2 separate regions of the Mus musculus genome follow, and region 2 is linked to region 1. The links are chromatin contacts, called in public Hi-C maps. All regions are on one chromosome and are shown on one strand. The core of a region is the stretch at or near the end of the contact, and the rest is flanking DNA. Distances in the headings are between cores, read along the strand shown. Region 1 overlaps Tmem200a (transmembrane protein 200A). Region 2 holds the start of Tmem200a (transmembrane protein 200A).

Region 1 (6,439 bases), core at 868-3,367:
GTTTGTTTGTTTGTTTGTTTTGTGTTAGTATCTCTTAATGGTTTCTAGTGTCACTTCCTAACCTGTGTCCTCCTTATCTTCTGGTCTTACCATAATTAATATCCCAGCGTGCTTAGCAACTTAAATCTCATCATGCTATGTCTCCTTCTCTGTAACACCCATCCCTTCTTACTCATCCTTCTTTCCTATACTGGTTCACATCTGCCTATCTTTGAGACAGAGCTCCATCATCCCCTAATCCTAGAAGAAACACCTACCCATGCTGCTCTAATCTCATCATTCCAGGGTGTGTCAAACCCCTCACAATGCTGACGTATGCCACACAGTGTGTTTTCTAACACCAGACATAACTCATCTTTCTTGACTGTGCTTGTCAAACTAAGCTCTGGGTTACAGACACCCCATTCAGTTTGGTTTCCACAGCTGGTGCTTCATAACTAACAGTTGAATGAAGCTTGGACTCAACAGGACAGAACCAGGCTGTATGACCTGACAAAAGGTAGGCACAAAAGGTTAGAACAAGCAGATGTACCTCGCCAGCAGAAGTACACCTTGCAATGGCATTGTAAACATTTGTCTTGGAGAGAACCGGAGGATCCATAAATTCATATTTAGATGTGTGTGGCTAAGATCCAGTGAGATCAGATATAGTAAGAACTGAAGGGCAATCAAGGTAATAGAGAAAGGAACACCAAGGAGATTGGATAGTAAGTCATCGTCATCTTATTCTCGTTTATTGTCCTTCAGGAAAAAAAAAAACACAATTCTGAGAGCAATATCCAAAGGAGAGAAAAATCAATTCCAATGATGGAGTGCTATTTTTAAAGGTATATACCTAGTGGAATTCTCAGTGGAATTGAGATTAAATAATTTTTCAACAGTGAATGCCATGGTTTGTAGGTCAGAAGTGACCAGCTATGCACAGAAGCAGTGTGTGCTGAGCAGGTGTTGTTTTATACCAGTCTGTGGGCCTCCAGTGCCACTGCACCTGTGTGGAAGGACCCAGGGGTTACGTGCAGCAGACGGCACTGCCTCCCATCACGTTGCCTCAGAAGGCTGTGCTTTGTCATTTTCTATATACAAACAGTGTTTAGACAGGGCTGCTGCTTAGAACAACGGTCTCAAAGAACAACAGTTCTTCCCTCAGGTGGGTTCTTTTTCAGAATTGTCATGTAAAACAGGGAAACAGTTTACAGCTTTTTTTTTTTTTTTTTTTTAAGGACTGAGATGACTTGACCATCTTTAGCTGAAACCCTAGTTTGTTTGTTTGTTTGTTTATTTACTTATTTTATCTGTTTATTTATTTTTATTTTTTATTACAACTTCTTCCAAGAGTTACGTGGGGTTTGGTCCAGGGAATATATTTCACTTTGTCCAGATGTCTGAGTCTATTTTTTAAAATTATACTTGATAACCCTGGGATGCCCTCAGTTGTCAGGACTTGCCTAGCATGCTTGTCTAGCGTGTATGAAGCCCAGTGCTCCACCCGCAACATCCACACACTTGTAATCCCAGCACTCTGCAGGTGGAAGGTCAAGGTCACTTTTGCCCTAAATATGGAAGCCATCCTGGGCTCTCAAGTCAACATCTCAAGCCACACTAACATCCACATGCACCAGTTATCCAGGAGACTCCCACCTGGCCTTCTGAGTGAGGACTCTTCTCCCTGTCTTAATCTGACAGGCTAGTACTACACATAGATCTTCATTAGATTAGAATAACAGGTGGCTTTCAATTCCCAGTGTTTATACACTGCTTTGCTATTGGTGTAAAATAGCAGCCATGCAGAACACCACCTATAATTAGTGATTCAATTAACTGTACTCGAATCTGTGTTCTCCTAACCACCATTAAGGTTTAAGATGGGTGTTCATTTCTCAGAAGCCCCAACCCAGATCCTGCCATTGACACTGAAAGCTGGAGACCATAGGAACTTTGCTCTAGGACTGATCAGAGCTGGTGAGCTGGTGTTTCACAACTGTCATATTGAAATTCCCTTCCGCTCCCACAGAAGGGAACACTAACTAACTTCTGCCAGTGGGATCCTGCCTGCCGGGAACTGGAAGGCAGCCCTGGAAATGCTCAACACATCAAGGATGAGGGAGCTTTCTCCTCTTCACTTCTGCTCTGGCAGAGGCTTGGGTAATGGCAGGGGCACCCGCCTCCGCACAGGCTGCTCTGGGAGGTGGGGGGATTCCTCCTCTATCTTCCAATTACCAGCTCTTCTCTATGTGGGAGGACATTTTCTGGCCAAGGATTCTCCTCTGGTCTTCCTGCCTGGCTGATAGCACCCTTGCTAATTTACATTTTTGGCAGCCTGCTTGTGTTTGTTAAGATGTGCAAAGGCTCATGCAAAGCACTGACGTGAAGATTGGCTTCTGAGAGGTCCAAGATGTTGGAAGCTCTCTGTTAGGAATAGAGGTTCCTACAGGAGGAGAAGAGGGGATGGTGCCTAGGCGGCACCTGCCTTTTCACAAAAAAGTCTCAAGGCCCTGGAGTGGTTCAGAGCATCCTAAACTGCTATGATGATAAACTTTCAGAGTTCATGTGATGCACTGTAATTTCCCAGCTGTGGGAATTTAGGAGAAATGATTAAATGATTTGCCCAAGGCCACAGAGCAGGCCAAGGCCAGAATCTTGGTCTATTTTGTGTAAGGTTCATATCTCTAAACACTTTGGAAGTAGTAGATACTTGAGTGTGTGTGTGTGTGTGTGTGTGTGTGTGTATGTGTGTGTTTATACACACACATATGCTACACATCATATATATCATATATATCATTTATATTTGGTATATGTATGATCTATATCATATACATATTATATATTTTGTATATATTATGTATGATATATATATGATATATATGATATATTGACTTTCTGCATATACAATGCAGAAACTCTTTTATGTACAATAAAAGAAATACAGATAAACTATGCAGCTATGCTGGTTGCACTTGTTCTAATTATCTCACCTAGGTTGCGCTGCCCAGAAAAGGGTCACTTGAGAAGCTGCCCCCTTTCCCGAGTGGTTAGAACCCTTAACGGAGATGTCAGCCAGCTAAAGCATGTCAAAATCAATCTGTAATTTCGAAGGCTGTGGAAAAGCGGTTCTGATCGCCTGCCGTGGACAGTCTGTTCCATTATACAGGCTGAAACATTAATAGCAGATTTGCAAAGGCAAACTCAGGAAGAGCAGATCTCACTATGGTTTCTTCAGAGAGAAAGATTACGCAAACAATCAATTTGAATGTAAGAGGCACTAAAAATATGCCATGTCCTGCTTGAGAACCTTCTGTAGTCAAGCAACCTTTTAAAACTTCTTATTAAGCCTGCTATTAGAAAGTGTTTGATTTTTCTAAAAATAAATAAAATGTAAAAAAAAAAAAGTGAAATTTCAACTGATAGCAATTGCTTTTGGTTGGCTGGTTCGATTGCAGAGGTGAAGAGGATAGAATAGGCTATGCCCATCTCCCTGTCTTGATTGCACCCAGGAAGGTAACAACAGCAGATGGAAACCTGATCTAATCAAAGGCAGACATTACATTTAATAGAAGTTTGAAGCACTGAGACAGTAGCGTTTTGACTTAAGACAATCATGGCATGACAGTGGTTCAAAAGAAGACAGAAACAGACATCCACCTTGTCAGGAAGACGTTAATGGCTAAGGCTTGGCACTTGAAAATTCCACCTTTCTGTCTGGAGCAAATACGAAGATAATGAGAAAGGACATTTGATATTGAAATAATCTTAAAGAAAGGTTCTCTCTCTCTCTCTCTTTTTTTCTCCCTTGCTTAAAAGTAACAACCAAAACTTAAATGTTTTCTTTCTGATTCTTCATTTATTAAACTTGTACTTCCTACTTTTGTGAATATGAGTTAAGTTGTACCCTGCAGGTAGTGGAGTTTCTGAAAAGTTGGTAATTATTCAAGAAATAAGACAATTGCAAAAACCATTATAGCAGCTATTTATATATGGTTTTTTGAGACAGGCTTTGTCTGTGTAGCTCTGGCTGTCCTGGAACTCACTCTGTTGACCAGGTGGGCCTTGAACTCAGAAATCTGCCTGTGTCTGCCTCCCAAGTGCTGGGATTAAAGGCATGTGCCACCACTGCTCGGCTCAATTAATATATTTTGTTTGCTGATGTTTTACTAGAGCTTTAAAAATCCTATACTTATTTTTTTATTCTAACTAAGTTCAAAAGCTAAAACTATTCCAAATTGATGAGATAATCAAGTAACAAAAAATTTGAGGATTATATTTTATGAAAATAATTAATACCTATTCTATAAAAATTGTGTCAACTAATCTAGAGACATAGATGTACTGAAAGTCAGCAGTCCTCTCTAGATGCCAGCCCCTTATACAATGAGCAGAAAGTCAGCAGTCCGCTCTAGATGCCAGTCCCTTATATGATGAGCACAGTTTCTTTTTTCCTTTAATTAAGGATTTCACACTAATGGAGATTGAACACAGGAATTCCTGCATGCTGGTTAAGTGTTTTGCTACTGAGCTATATCCTCCAGTGGTGAGCATACCTTTTCTGATATTAAAAACACAAAACTAGCCATATGAAGTCATGTATGTGCATGTAATATTTACAAATTCAGGATTATTGTAGTCTAATGAGACACAGTTCTCTTTGTAACATTTAACCAAAGTGGGGTTTCTATATATTTCCCAACCTATTAACACCTATGTTAATATTTTTAATTGTAAATTTTTAATTGCACAAAAATAAGCAGATTTGGAGGCACTCAGACTTCATATGTTCATAGCTTCTTAAATAAAAACATACTATTCTAGAACTTTCCTCTCATCCCATGATTCACCTTCTCTCCTCAGACATAGCTGGTACTTCTACTTGATATGTCTGTAGATTATGCTATTATGAGAATTATTCTGCATAATTTTAAATTTATATGAATATATTTCTATTCCATATGCTCCTGTCTTTTCACAAAATGTTATTTCTTGTTAATTAACCAGACAGATTCCTGTATCCCTGGGTAACTAGACTCCTGGATGGGATTAGGCAATTATATCGCTCAACCTTATTGTCCTGGTTAGCGTCAACTGTCAACTTGACAGTTAACAGTTTACCTGCAAAGGGAGTCTCAGTTGGATTGTCTAGATCAAGTTGGTCTATGGCATGTTCATTGTGGGGGTGAGTACCTTAATTTTAATTGATGTAGGTAAGCCCAGCCCACCATAGACAGCAATGTCCATAGGCAAGTGGTCATGGGCTAAATAAAAAGCCAAGAGTGAGCCTGAATGAACCAGCAAGTAGCATCCAATTTCTACTTCAGTCCATGCTTAAGTTCCTAGCCTGACTTTCTTCAGTGATGGACCATGGCCTGGAAGTGTAAGCCAAATAAACTCTCTTCCTCTCTAGGATAATTTCAATCTGAGTGTTTTATCACAGCAGGAACACAACTAGAACACTAATACTTTCAGATTCTCTGCACTGACATTGTACTGCAGTAGGTTTTATGTCTTCTCACATGCAAATAGAAACTTTCTATCTTTTACACCTCCAAGTAGAGTGGCATTATTCCACATTTACTAATTATTGCAAATATAGAACTTGTACTCCCAAGAAAAGGGATCGAACTTTGTTTTATAGTCTGTTGCTGCTTTCTGTATTTTGAGCCTCTTATTGGTTAAATACAGATTTGTCTCACTGTGTTATATTACAATGTTAAATTGTCTCTGTTCTATAATTACCCTTTCAACCTTAATAATGTTTTTGCTTTGTATAATTTATACAAAATTTATTTTGTATAAACTTAATACTAAAACTTTAGACATTTTTCTATTTATTGTTTTATGTTACTCATGTTTTAAGCTTGTGCTTTTGGAAAATCTGACTATATGCAATCTCTTTGGTTAGCTAGGATTACTGAAACATTGATTTATTTCTACCATCCATGTTTTCTTTTTACTGGCCTTTTTCTATGCTGACGTCACATTGGCGGCTTCCTGGTTTTTAAATATTTTTCTTCAGATGCTTTGAAATTTATATATTTTTATTGTGATACTACTAAAGCATTATTGTATTTCTATTTGAGTGGGTATCTTTAAACATATATCATAAACTAAGTATCCTAATGCTAACAGCATTTGATGGAGCCATTAACTAATATTATATGTAAATAATACATAAGGATCTTATAGAAATTTAATTCCATTTAGCCCACTCTTTTTTTTTTTTTTACAATATTGTTGCCTGGCATGTTCCCTCCCTCTTTCATTTTCTTTAGAACCTTACCATCAATCACATCTCCTATTTTCATAGACAATTTCTATTGCTAGTGATTTGTTATCACATCAGCTTCTTCTTGCTTTGCTCTCTCTCTTTTCTTTTATGACTCAGTTTCCTTCTTAATGCCTTCTATCCTTTTGTAGTTATCTTATTGTGGAGGTATGAGGCAAAGTC
Region 2 (6,044 bases), core at 1,860-4,359, 44 kb before region 1:
GCATCTGTCTAGAGGGAAGAGCTGGAACCTAATGAAGAAAAATGTGTCCCCTTAGCGATTTTGTACCCCTCAGACATGAAGATTCTAATCAGCTTATTATCTTTCACAGAACTTATGCTGAACTTATAAGTTATAAAGCACCTAACTGCAAGCATGTTATTGACACCATAAGGGGAGTAGCACTGAGAGGGGCGTAGCACTCTTGATTGTGTGTTTCTTGAACACACTAGTCACATCTGCTGCTGCTGCTATTGCTGCCGCCACCAAATCATCTAAACAGTGAGAGTCACTGAGACATGGTAAAACAATATGAGGAAGCACCATTTGGAGTCAAGAGGACACAGAGTACATGCGGACCATTAAGTTCCATATTCCCATGTCCTTTCCCCCCTCCTTTACATTTCTTCTGTTTACAATTTTATTTCAAGGAGAAAATCAAAAAGGACATTTTCTCATTTGACTTTCTCTTTCTTGGCCCCTGCTTTGAAATGTAACAGGGCTGCCAGAGCTGTAGCGCAGGGGCTTTCAGACTATCTATCAGTTTCACAGTATGGTCAAAGTCATTCAGGCCAAAGTTTAACAAGGAATCCCCTTTCCATTTCTGATTTCATGTTCATGCTGGGGTCCTTCTTCTGAGGTCCGAGGACAATACAGTCTGTGTTTGTGGCAAAAGCGGGTTAATTTCACCCAAACTGTCTAGTAGTTTTTCCTCATAGCCTTATATCTGATCTACTTAAAAATACCTTGAAGGACTGGAGAGATTGATCAGTGATTAAAAGCACTTGGTGCTTTCCCAGAAGACTCAAGTTCAGTTTCTAGTACTCACGTTGGGCATCTTATAATTACATGTAACTCTAGCTCCTGCAACCTGGCCTCCTTGTCCTACTCCCACGGACACCTGTACACATACAGGCTCACAATATACATGTTATTTTTAATTGTAAAATCCCAAGTATCATACTTTTTCATTCCAGAGTATCTTTGCTTAATCCATTAAAATTCCTTGCCCCTCAGCATTCCTTGCTTGTATATTTATACTGTACTAGGTGAAATGCTGACCTTCATGGAAATATTTTCTCATTACTTCTTTATATCAGAGGGAAAGTTCTCTTTCCTTTTATTCCCATAGCATTAAGCAAGTTTGGTGAGTGGGTGTGTGCTCAATCGAATGTACTGAATATATAACAAGCCAGAAGAATTTCATATATTATTTTAACTTATAATAATGTTAGGTATTTTTTCTGCTTAAGAAACAAGAGAAATTATACTCAAAAGTCCTTCAGGCTTCAATTAGAGAGAACAGTGCTTTCTCTTTATTCTGTACTCATGTAACATTTAGAATGGACTTGTTTTAATGGAAACTGTATACATCTCAAAACAGCAGACTCAAAAATAATTACGTGTAAAACACAGGTAGCTTTTACCCCCCAAATAGGGAATAGTTGATTCCCATCCATTACACCAGAGTGGATATAAAGCCACTAAATCCAAAATCCATTACTGACATGATATGCTCACTGGGCTCTTTCCAGATGGAAAATATTGGCCATTAGCAAAGATTAAATAATTTACCTGAGCTTGCCTGGAACACTAAGAGCCAGAGGGGGACTGATGAATATCTTCTTGGGAGGTTGCTTAGACTATAGAATGGCAGATAACCCTCAATTTACAAGGCTATTTACTACTGAATTTTTCTGACTAGTAGTAATTATTTTAAAAATAAAATATGTTGATGATGTTATCTAGTTCACCTTCTTCCTTCTTCTTTGACTGAATAACTGGAATATAAGTTCAGATTGGTAATTGTGATCAGTGGTGATAAGAATGAGTCTAGATCTTTTCCCGAAGTCTTTCCTCATCAGCCTCTCTTTGAAGACTGCCTGGACATGTGATGCCTGTGATGTCTGGATTGCCATTTTAAATGTTTCCCTGTACATTGTAGACACTGTGCTACATTAAAAGAGCAGGATGGGAGGAACCTATTACCCACCCCTTTACAAGTCAGGAAGGCTTGCTAGGAAGTGTGTTCTCTTGGGAGCTTTGAGGAGAAAGGAAGAGTCAGGGCATTCTTGTACAACGAGTAGAACCTTACTAGGCTCACACGATTAATAAGGTTCCTTGACAAATGTGCTAGAAAACCTCAGAGAACTGATCAAATGGCTTTGGGCCAAGAGAACTAGCCACATGAAGGTGGAAGGAAAAGAAAACCACAGATGGCTTACAAGGTGACTCATTTCTCCTACCCCATCCCATCTACTTTCTTTCTTTTTTTCTTTTTTTTTTTTTTTTAAGCATTTGGTCCTGAAATTTCAGAAAAAGTATTTAACCTCCATACTGAAGCAAGATTTTTTTTTTAAAACCACTATTGCCCGTTTTTACAGTCTTTCTCCATTGCCAGTGTCATCTTAATGACCTGTCTGGCCTCTACGGGTTGCCTTATTTTCTTGAGTCTAGATTTTTTCCCCACAGAATCCAGTAGCTGACACATTGAAATAGATACACACCAGAGCAGAATATTTGCCTCTTGCCTATGAGTTAAAAAAAAAATCCAAGAAACTCATGGATTTACAAAACCATAGCTCAGCTACGGTTGCTGTACACTGCACACTCCAACGCAGTAATTTGAATACGAAACTTTATTTACTGACTTGATCTTCAGCCAGAGTGGGCGCTTTGGTCCCTTGCAGAATTGCACGTGACTATTATTTCAATTATTTCATTCTATGGACAGGACATGTTTTTTTTTTTCTCACTGATAATTTTTGGTAACTTGAAGCCTTCATTGGATTTGATATCTGGAGCTTAGCCTCAGACTCATCATCTTAGGATACAATTAGCCCCTGCCCCTCACAACCCCATGCCCAGAACCCTTCCCAACCAGTCTGCTCTACTGGAACTAACTTCCCAGCAGCTTAAACCCTCTGAGGGCTAGGAGTGCAGTATCTCTTGGGGGTCCAGGTCTGACTTTGTTAGCACAGCACTCGTGCAGCCGCCAGGGGGACCCCGACCCTCCCAGGCTGCATCTGATAAGAAAGCATCCGAGGGGCGTGGAACCGAGGGGCCTATGGATCCTTCTTCCAGAAAATACAGAGTCCGCCGGGGATCCCCAGTTCTTATTGAGACAGGAGGGGCAGGTATCTCCCGTTCTGGAACTCGCGTCCGACGGTGATGAGAAGCGAGTGGGTGTGTCCGCTTCCGCCCGCTGGCCTTCAGATGAAGCAGATCGCCTGGAAGCGGTACTTTGTTCCCCAAATGGGTTTTGTATGGGCGCCATCCCGGCGCTAGAAGTACAACTTTGCAGCCAGGGCGCCGGGTAGCTGGGTTGGGGTCCGGGGGGAAGGGTGGGTCCTGCACGCAGCTCTTGCACAGCTTGGCGACTGGGCCGGCGGAGTTCCCACGGGTCGTGGGCGGCGGTGCGATTAGCACCGTCTGGGTCCCCGGCTGCTGGCGACGCTCCGGGAAGCCCGTCCCGCCCTCGCCCCCGATCCTCCTCTTGGCGGCTTCGGGGGCTAGAATTCATCAGGAACCAAGCCCAAAACTTTCCCTCGAGCCCCGCATTCCTTTTGTCTTTCTTGGCGGCGGCGGAGACGCCTTAGCTGCGATCTTTTGCCCTGGCCTCGGTCACCGGTACCCTAGAAGGATAGGGGCTGCGCTCGTCCGATGGCGGCGGCCGCGTCCCCCAGATGCGCGAGTCAGGGCGCCCGCACCCCGGCCTGACTCATCTTCCTTTGGTGACCGCACCGCGTCCTCAGCCGGAGCCCCACGGGGATGGGGAGTGAGACCGTGGCTGCCCGCAGCTGCCCAGATTCCTCCTGACGCCCCCGACCCCGCCGCCTCCCTCGCTGGTCCCCGGAGGCGCACGCTGTCGCGACAGCTGTGAGAGCGAAGAGCCCGGAGAGGCCACCGGAGCCCCGAGACCAGGCGCTCAGGACAGGTGAGTGGACCACCAGGGTGCTGCGGGGCGTGCAGAGGTGGGTGGGCGAGCCCTGCAGCTGTACCCCGGGTTTCTGAAACCCCTTCTCCTCCCCTCCGCTTTAGCCCGCAGAGTTAGGGGAAACAATGACTCCCAAAGTTTGGGGGAATGAACCAAGTCCTCCATCAGTTCCAGACTTCTTGGTCTCCAGAGTACAGGAGAGGTGGTGCGGGGCAGCCTGTGAGCAGCCGGCTTCTGAGAGCGCCTGGCTTCGCGTCTTGGAGCTACACCCTCCTTTGTCTAAGGTTCCAGAGTCAGCAATCTTTGTGAGGGTCTACGGCGTTAATTTATGGTAGACAAAAGTGTGAACAGGGTTCCCTAGATCAGTATTTCAGTGTGATCCTACCTGCATAAGCAAAACGAAGAGGGGTAATTGTCTATAGGCTTCAGCACGACTCTCCTCCCCACAGACTGCCTAAGAAAGGACTCGTAAGATTTGCTTCACTAATTGTTTTGCAATAATTGCGTGTTCACGCCAACACTATGCATTATGAAGGCTTGGGCATTCTATGTTTGCTGCTTTTGTTATTTTGGAATGTGTGTGTGTGTGTGTGTGTGTGTGTGTGTGTGTACACGAAACAATTCATTTTTTACCCTAGGCATCGATAACGTCAGAAGAAAAGACAAATATGTAGATATAGTTAAGTAACTAGAATCATTCCCCATTTGTTAACTATATGCAGATATAAATGAGCTAAAGGTTCAGTCCCTGTGTTTTTCAGTCTGGTGTTTTTCAAAACTAAGTAACCCTGGCTTACCTGGTCTTTTTTTTTTTTTCTGAAGACCTTCAGTGGTTGACAGCAGATACCATTTCAAGAATCGGTAAATGCAATTTGTATTGAACTATTTCCTTCTTGAAGTCAGACGAAGTTGCATAGCGTTTTGTGCATAGATGGTACCCGAGGTGCTAATGCTCTTTCCTTTATCGGTGTGCCATTCGCTGCGTGATGAAAACATGAAATGACCTTTGGTTTCTTACTTGACTGTTGGCACCACGGCATCTTACTTTGACTGAAAAGTAGGCTGCATCTTAAAACTTTTTAAGGCTCACTTTATTTCCATGCTGCTGTTTGCCCACACTGGAGCATCTGCTGGTAGTTTTGTGCCTTTCAAACAGCTGAAATGAGGAACCCGTGCACTTCTAAAAGGAAAACAGTGCTTCCAAGAAGTGGAAACTGACCCTTAATACTTCATGCAATTTAATGCTGCATTTTGAAGTTTAAAAAATATCTACTAAGGTGTTAATAACTTTTCTTTAACATTTCCACTAGATACCTCATAATTATGAGATAATTTGTAACCAGGGCTATAATTATCTTTGTATCTAGGCTGGGAAAGCCTTCAGTAAGGAGAGAGCTGCTGTGTAGGAAGGCTCAGAATGATAATTCCAGGGGATTGGCACAGAGTGACTTAACCTGTTGCTTCCTAGGCCTGTCTAGGTAAAAACAAAATGTCCATATGACACTTGGAATCAGAAAGAGTTGGACACCCAGGAGCGTCACTGTGAGAACAGTTGTTGTCCTTGTCATTTTAAGATAGTGCAATTTTTAGAGATGCTTTTGAATGTGCCAAGAGTTAGATTGCTACATTTGGACTTTTATAGTTTCCAGACTTTGACAATGGCTTTTTGGATGTAAAGTCGACTTCTGACATCTGGAGCAGCAAATCTGAACTGATTGGCTAACCTTATTCTCACCAAGACGGCATAAAGAATAAATAAAGGAATTCACGTGTTGCTGTGGAAATAAGAACCTGAACAAGCACATGTCACCTGACATTTCTTAGGAAAATGGGATTTAAAAATGTATTCACAGGAAGGTGATGGTCCTTACCTTGTTTATGAAACAGAATGTAGGATTTAAAAGATGAGGCAGTTTAAAAATAAAGTTTATGAAGTGTTTCTCTCCCTAAATAGTAGACAGTGCAGGCAGTAGTTATGAAGCAGAGACTATTAAGAAAAAGAACTTGTGTAAGGGGCAGATAAACAAATCTGAGATGAGAAGAATTCTTTAAGTTTTCCAGGTCTATGACACTCGTAGTTTTATCAAGTGCCTGTCCCTGGACTGAAGGT

Evidence for each region. A called contact is a pair of places that touch in the nucleus more often than the background predicts.
Region 2: a contact with region 1 is called in a Hi-C map of cerebral cortex, with 2.2 times the contacts expected there. The contact joins the promoter of Tmem200a here to the enhancer-like site in region 1. A contact is called at or near these places in 1 of 39 promoter capture datasets (3T3-L1-derived adipocytes), 1 of 15 datasets of contacts at CTCF or cohesin (the NIH/3T3 cell line), 3 of 484 Hi-C or Micro-C datasets (Sertoli cells, cerebral cortex and forebrain) and 2 of 9 other capture datasets (adipose tissue and pancreatic islet).

What each region holds. Positions count from the first base shown.
Region 1 is chr10:26,030,864-26,037,302 of GRCm38.p6, reverse strand. The region is part of intron 2 of Tmem200a (transmembrane protein 200A); the gene reads left to right. Among named protein-coding and RNA genes, the nearest start is that of Gm9767, 44 kb to the left of the region's middle. Within about 2 kb of position 2,117, at least 24 of the 459 cell types and tissues checked have an H3K27ac peak or open chromatin away from gene starts, as enhancers often do. A contact at or near this core is called in Sertoli cells and cerebral cortex, where this site is marked.
Region 2 is chr10:26,076,028-26,082,071 of GRCm38.p6, reverse strand. It overlaps Tmem200a (transmembrane protein 200A), which reads left to right and starts at 3,109. Exons shown (of 3, transcript NM_001358814.1): 1 at 3,109-3,236; 2 at 3,753-3,934. It overlaps Gm9767 (predicted gene 9767), which reads right to left and starts at 3,817. Exons shown (of 1, transcript NR_028030.2): 1 at 2,625-3,817.